Linked DNA regions of Mus musculus: region 2 is linked to region 1. A link is a contact called in public HiChIP or PLAC-seq data. All regions are on one chromosome and are shown on one strand. Each heading gives the region's core, a stretch centred on a gene start, on an enhancer-like site or on the middle of the called end of the contact. The rest is flanking DNA. Distances are from core to core; before and after follow the strand shown. Region 1 overlaps Slc9a1 (solute carrier family 9 (sodium/hydrogen exchanger), member 1). Region 2 has its middle 13 kb from the start of Rps6ka1.

The links. HiChIP or PLAC-seq counts read pairs in DNA pulled down with a chosen protein or histone mark.
Region 2: a contact with region 1 is called in an H3K27ac HiChIP or PLAC-seq map of embryonic stem cells, with 5 read pairs. The contact joins two enhancer-like sites. A contact is called at or near these places in 3 of 115 datasets of contacts at active chromatin or transcription factors (embryonic stem cells, microglia and pancreatic cancer cells).

The regions. Positions count from the first base shown.
Region 1 is chr4:133,376,787-133,380,058 of GRCm38.p6, forward strand. All of the region lies in intron 1 of Slc9a1 (solute carrier family 9 (sodium/hydrogen exchanger), member 1), which reads left to right. Among named protein-coding and RNA genes, the nearest start is that of Mir5122, 8.6 kb to the left of the region's middle. Within about 2 kb of position 1,670, at least 254 of the 459 cell types and tissues checked have an H3K27ac peak or open chromatin away from gene starts, as enhancers often do. A contact at or near this core is called in embryonic stem cells, where this site is marked.
Region 2 is chr4:133,898,797-133,902,068 of GRCm38.p6, forward strand. No RefSeq gene overlaps it. Among named protein-coding and RNA genes, the nearest start is that of Rps6ka1, 13 kb to the left of the region's middle. Within about 2 kb of position 1,640, at least 37 of the 459 cell types and tissues checked have an H3K27ac peak or open chromatin away from gene starts, as enhancers often do. A contact at or near this core is called in embryonic stem cells, where this site is marked.

The DNA of each region.
Region 1 (3,272 bases), core at 420-2,919:
TCCTGGAACTCACTCTGTAGACCAGGCTGGCCTCGAACTCAGAAATCCGCCTGCCCCTGCCTCCCAAGTGCTGCGATTAAAGGTGTGCACCACCACTGCTTTGTGGCTTTGTTTTTGTTCTTAATTAACAGGGGGTTTCACTCTGTAGCTCTGGCTGGCCTCAGAGAGGTCTGTGGTCTGTGGCCTCTGCCTCCTGAGTACTTGGGTTAAAGTTGTATCCCTCCACCCCCAGCCATACTGAATGTTAGTAAAGATCCAGCTGGGCGGTGGTGACAGTGGCAGCGGTAGCAGTGGTGGTCTTGCAGGCCTTTAACTCCAGCAATCAGGAGGGAGGCAGAGACAGGCAGATGACTCCATAGTAACTTCCAGTACAGCCAGACTTTGTCTCAAGAAAGATTCAAAGTGGTGCTTTAAGAGAGAAAATGGGCTGGTGAGATGGCTCAGCCGGTAAGAGCACCGGACTGCTCTTCTGAAGGTCCGGAGTTCAAATCCCAGCAACCACATGGTGGCTCACAACCGTCCGTAATGTGATCTGACTCCCTCCTCTGGAGTGTTTGAAGACAACTACAGTGTACTTACATATAACCAATAAATAAATCTTTAAAAAAAAAAGAAAGAAAAAAAAAAGAGAGAGAAAATGATGGGACGCACCCACATCGGTAACCTGGGTGGTTGTTAAGAGGGACAGTGTCTCTCCCATGGGAAAGGAGGGCTGTAGGAGCTGGGCGGCCAGAGCTCTGGTCACTCAGCAAGGTTCTCAGCATCCTCTCATGCACCCATGTGGCTGTGAAGTCAGAGGGAGGCTTGCCTCCTCACCTCCTAGTGTGTGGAGCAGCAAACCTTAGAAATGAAGTAGGAGTGTTCTTTTTGTCAGCGTGTGGGAGGCTCTCCTCCACCCCAACCCGAGGAGAGGGGAAGGAGAGAAGCAACTGTCAGTGGGAACTCCGAGGAAGCAAGGAGAGTGAGGAGGGCTGACCTCAGATCTCAGGTGTTCTGCTTCTTTTGCTGTGGGGATTGAACCTGGGGCCTTGCCCACCTCCCACCCCCAGCTCTGGTCTTCTCTGACCTTGTGGCTGTAGATAAGGCAGACCTCTCAGCCCATCCCCTGGTGTGTGTGATCTGGTGGTTAATTATATTAGTGGGTTTTTTATTTTTATTTTCTAGCTGTTTCTTGTTAAATTCCTAGTTGAGAGATTCCTGGGTGCTTTGCTTGCACGGTGATAAACAAACCTAACTCAGGCCAACTTTGGAGCCTGTGATCTTCTAGTGTCATGTTCAAGGCCCTTTCAATTGAGAACTTCCATTTTCCCATCATCATTCTGAACTGGAGCCTTGAAAGCCTTGAATATTCTTCTGTCTTGCTCAGTTTTAAAAAAAGGGTTTAGGGAAAACTGACGCAGTCCAGGGTCCACGGTGAAGAAATAGCCATCTAAGAGGTAGCATTCATACACCCAGGAATGACTGGGACCTAGGGCAAAGGGGCCCCAGATGCCCTCTGGGGAGAGCCTGCACTCAGCCTGCAGCCGGGCTCCTCCCTCCTGTCAGCCCCCCACCTGCTTTTCTTCTGATCTAGGCAGAGAAGTCTCGCTCAGCACAGGCAGGGCCCGGGTTACTCCTGAGTCATCCCGCCCGCCTGCCCGCCCGCCCGCCGTGTGGGCTCCTCCTGCGGCTCTAGCTCCCTCTGCAAATGTCTGAGTCAGACGAGTCTCCCCAAGGTTGTCTGCACACACCGCACTGGGCCAAACCGTCTCTTTAGATGCCAATAAACATCAACTGATACTTTAGGCAGCCTGTGATTATATGTGGGTATTTTTAATCTTATGGGCTAATCTAATTTTAACTGAACTAAGTTTTAGGTTGGCCTGGATCAGTGGGCTGCCCCTCTTCTCTGGAATCCTGCTGATTTCATTTCCTCCCCCAAGCCCATCCAGCATGCAGGACTGGTTTTGGTTATCAGGCTGGACTGATCTCTGAATTCTAATACTGCTTCCCAGAAAGCAGGAGCTCCCCAGATCATCCCAGCAAATTCCTGTAAATACATGTCCTCTGGTGTTCTGACTGAGGGCTAGGGTGAGGAGTTCTGTTCCTTCCCAGGCCTCTCAAACTAGAGTGGCTCTTCTGTAATGAGAGGAGTCTGTCTGACATCACAGCTTTATGTGTGACAGAGCCCAGAAGTTTACCAAACCCAGTCAGTAGCCAGCACCACTTGTGTAGCCTTTGCTGCATGCAGGGTAAGGCTTGGGAAGGCTGTGTCTTTTGTGCTGGCTAGCCTGAAGAAAAGGAGGCAGGAGAGACAGCCGTGGTAGTCTGCCTGCAGGCTCTTAGCTTGCACTCCTCCATGCACTAGAAAAAGTAAAACTGGGCCCTGTTCAGCAGGCGCTCGCAGTGTGCTCAGGGCTGGACGAGATGAGACAAGACATAATAGATGTGATGTGTCTGAGGGCTGGGCAGACTCTTGGCAGAGGGCAAGTTGAGAGGGAGTGGGCAGTCCCTGAGAGCTGCAGTGGTAGAGGAGGTGAGGTGGGACCTGAGTGGAACCTTGGAGGGAACGAAAGCAGAGCAACGTGCTGTACTAGAGGCTGACCCCGTCCGTCCATGTGGGCGAGCATGGGAGCCCCTGGAAGGCAGGGCCTGTGTGCTTGCTTCCTTCTGCTATCCCTTCCACCCCTGCCCTCTCATTCTACCTCCTTTCTTTGTCTCTGTCCCCCCTCCCGCTTGTCTTTCTTTCTTTCTTTCTTTCTTTCTTTCTTTCTTTCTTTCTTTCTTTCTTTCTTTCTTTCTTTCTTTCTTTCTTTCTTTCTTTCTTTCTTTCTTTCTTTCTTTCTTTCTTTCTTTCTTTCTTGATATGGTACCAGTAAAAGCTAGGAACCTTGCTGGACAGATTTTAAATGAGCTGTAATACTCTGTATTTACTTTCTTATCTGTTTGCTTCTGGCACAAGGAAAGGCCTCTGTAAATATTGGGGAATGAATGGGGGAAGGAAGGAAGGAAGGAAGGAAGGAAGGAAGGAAGGAAGGAAGGAAGGAAGGAAGGAAGGAAGGAAGACGTACCTGACTTCCATGTGGAAAAGGGGTCCATACAGAGATTGGGGTAGACTAGAAACCAGGTTGCCCAGAGAGGAGGGGAAGGGAAGTTCCCAGCTCCTAGGTGGCAGGCTAGCTGTTAATGGAAAGTGACACTCATGCATGGTGTCGGCATCTGAGTGCCACTGTGGGCACAGCCTTCTTTGCTCTGCAAGGGCATCTGCGCTGGGCTGGGTGGGGTGTATCTGG
Region 2 (3,272 bases), core at 390-2,889, 520 kb after region 1:
ACCACCAGCCTGGTCGGCCAGGCCAGCCAGGGTTGTTACAGAGAGACCAGCTAAATAAATAAATGCTAAATAAAACCAATAAAATCAAACACAAAAGCTGCAGCCTCCTGTTTCCTGCTGTATGCATGGGTACGCAGATAATGCCACAGGCCACAGATCTTGCTTGGGGTCCAGCGCTGCACACCTGAGCTCTTAGCTCATCTCTCTTAGCCAAGTGACCCTGAGTATTCAAGATAACCTCTCTCAGCCTCAGTCTTTGCATTTGTTACCTAGGTAAGCACTGGCTCTCTAGAGCAGGCAAGCCTCATCACAGACATCCACCTGCCTCTGCTTCCTGAGCGCTGAGAGTACAGGTGTAGGCCACTGAGTCTGATGGTTTTTTTACATTTTGAAATAATTTTAAGTGAAGAAAAAAAAAGTGACGATGCATGACATTTGTACAAAATTCAGATTTGAACACGCGTAAATAAAGTTTTATTGGAACACAGCCATGCTCCGTTTGTGGCTCCTCTGTGCTTCCTTCTCACTACGTTAAGTAGTTGCAACAGAGACCATATGGCCTGCGAAGTCTGAAATATTTACGATCAGTCTCTTGGGAAACAGTGTGTGGCGGGCTCTAGGAACTTACATTCTTAGAGGAGACAGAGAGTCAAACAAGCAGGTCAGGCCTGTCCAAGTGGAATATTTCCTTTCAGGCTGCTTCTCTGGAGCCCCAACCCTGAGGAAGGGAAATGTTCCACCCACCAGGTGCCACCCAATAGCAGCTCAGCATCCCATCATTGTGACCAGCCAATAGGATCTGAGCTAATAGGATCCACCCAGATCCCCTTCCCTTATCCCAGAATGTGGACTCAGGAGCCGCTTTGTGGGGACGACAGAACTCATCACCCTTTTGTGGGTTTGTTGTTGATGTTTTTGAGACAGTATCTTACTCTCTAACCCAGGCTAGTCTAGAACTTACTATGTAGACCAGAGTGGCTTCAAACCAGCCAGAGTCCTGTTGCCTCGATGTCTCAAGTGATGGAATTATAGGGACAAGCCATCACATCTAGTCTGTAGAGAGTGATAGGGTTGCCAATGAAAGAACTCAGTGGGGAAACCCCCACTCAACTCCCGATTCGGCGTGCACCCAAGAATCACGAATAGAACACAACACCTTGATGTAACAACAAGAGGTATTTTAATGGCGGAGCTCCGGATCGAAACGTATCTCACACAGGAGACAGTGGATTCGACCACGAGGCTTGGAAGCTAGGGGTTTTTATAGAAAAGGAGTGGGGCTGGGGGAGGAATTGGCGCAGTTTCACATGATTGGTCCATTTAAACATCAGCAGCCTGTAACATTTAACTTAGGTCAGAGGGGTGGGAGATACGGAGGCGATGGGCCTGCCCGGGCATGTCCTGGTCTGTTCTGCTATGTTCTCAGCCCCAGGTTTCAAAGCTCACAAACAACTCTTTGGGCTATTTGACATACATTACATGAATTACAGTTTTATTTCCTTTCACCTCTATCCCTTTGTGGCACTGTGGCGGCCCGCCATGTGTGCAGCGGATCTCTGGGCACTGTCTTCATTCCCCTGCCTGGAAGGGGCAGGTGTGGCTTATGGATTTGTTTCTGAAGAAACTAAGACCTACATCAGCCGCTGACTTGCTACCAGCCCTTGTGGTGTCAGAACTGGAAAGTTAGCTTTGGGAGGTACCTCTGGGCTCACCTTAGTCAGAGCTTGGAAACTGGTGGCCTAGGGCAGAATCTACTGAGGGTGGTGGCCTGTTAGCTCTGTTCAAGCACTGAGCCATGCATTCTCTGTAAGACTTTTAAGACATTGTAATGACAATGGGTACGCCTTTTATTGTCTCCACATTCCCGCAATTCTAAATGAGGTTAGTGATAAAACTGTCCTTTCTTGAAGGGCGTGGTGGCGCACGCCTTTAATCCCACCACTTGGGAGGCAGAGGCAGGCGGATTTCTGAGTTCGAGGCCAGCCTGGTCTACAGAGTGAGTTCCAGGACAGCCAGGGCTATGCAGAGAAACACTGTCTCAAAAAACAAAAAAAACAAAACAAAACAAAAAACAACAACAAAAAAACCAAAACAAAAAAACAAACTGTCCTTTCTCTGAGCAGGGCAGAGTGCCTCCTGCCTTTAATTCTAGCACTTTGGGAGGCAAAGGCAGCCGAATCCCTGTTTGTTTAAGGCCAGCCCGGTCTACACAATGAGTTCCAGGATAGCCAGGGCTACATACAGAAATCCTGTCTCAAAAAACCAAAACAACATTCTTCATGGGTGACCTCTGTGGTGGCCTTGTGTGTTCTGCATGAACACAACCCTGGTTTCAACCCCCAGCACTAAAACCATTGTCATTTCTAAGATCGTTCTCCCCTGCCGCTGCCCCTGCCCCGCCCCCCTGCCCTCTTACTGGGGCAGGGATGCACAAGTGCATGTCACAGTGGTCAGAGGACGTGTTGTGGGAGTTGGCTATCCCCTTTTACCTGTGGGTTCCAGGGATCAAACTCAGGCTGTCAGGCTTGGTGGCAAGCGCCTTTAACCACTGAGCCATTTCACTGGCCCCCAAAGAGATCTTTCTGTTGGGCGAAACAATTTGTGTTATCATGGTGAAATTTAAAAAAGAGAACATAGAGCTGAGCAGAGAGCCCCGGGCCTGGATGCTCAGGAGGCAGCACTCTTTGGGCGTTTGTTTGTTTGTTTTATAAAAGAACTGGCTATGGTGGTGCAGACTGTTAAAGCAGCGCTCTGGAGGCAGAGGCAGGCAGAGCTCTGTGAGTGCGAATGAAAACGGCTGGCCTATTGAGTTTCAGTGCAGAAAGACAGCCAGGGCTGCATAGAGAGAGTCTGCCTCAAAAAGCTATAGAGAGACAGACACACAGACAGATAGGTAGTATTATTTAAAACATCAGGCCTTTTATAGGCATGCAGAGCTATGTCCAGTTTATTTAGTGCAAGGGATCAAACCCGTGGCCTCTGGGATTTTACCAGTTTGAGACTCTTCCCCTGTCCTAACATACTGTCTTGATTATTGAGATTTTGGTATGTCCTTAGGTTTTGTTCCCCAAACCCAACTTCATGCCAGTCTTGGCATTTCTCCTACAATTTCTCCACTGCAAAATCCTAGAACGTTTGCCATAATGACCACTATATTACTGATTTTTTTTTAATTTTTAATTTTTTTGGTTTTTCGAGACAGGGTTTCTCTGTATAGTCCTGGCTGTCCTGGAACTCACTCTGTAGACCAGGCTGGCCTCAAACTCAGAAAT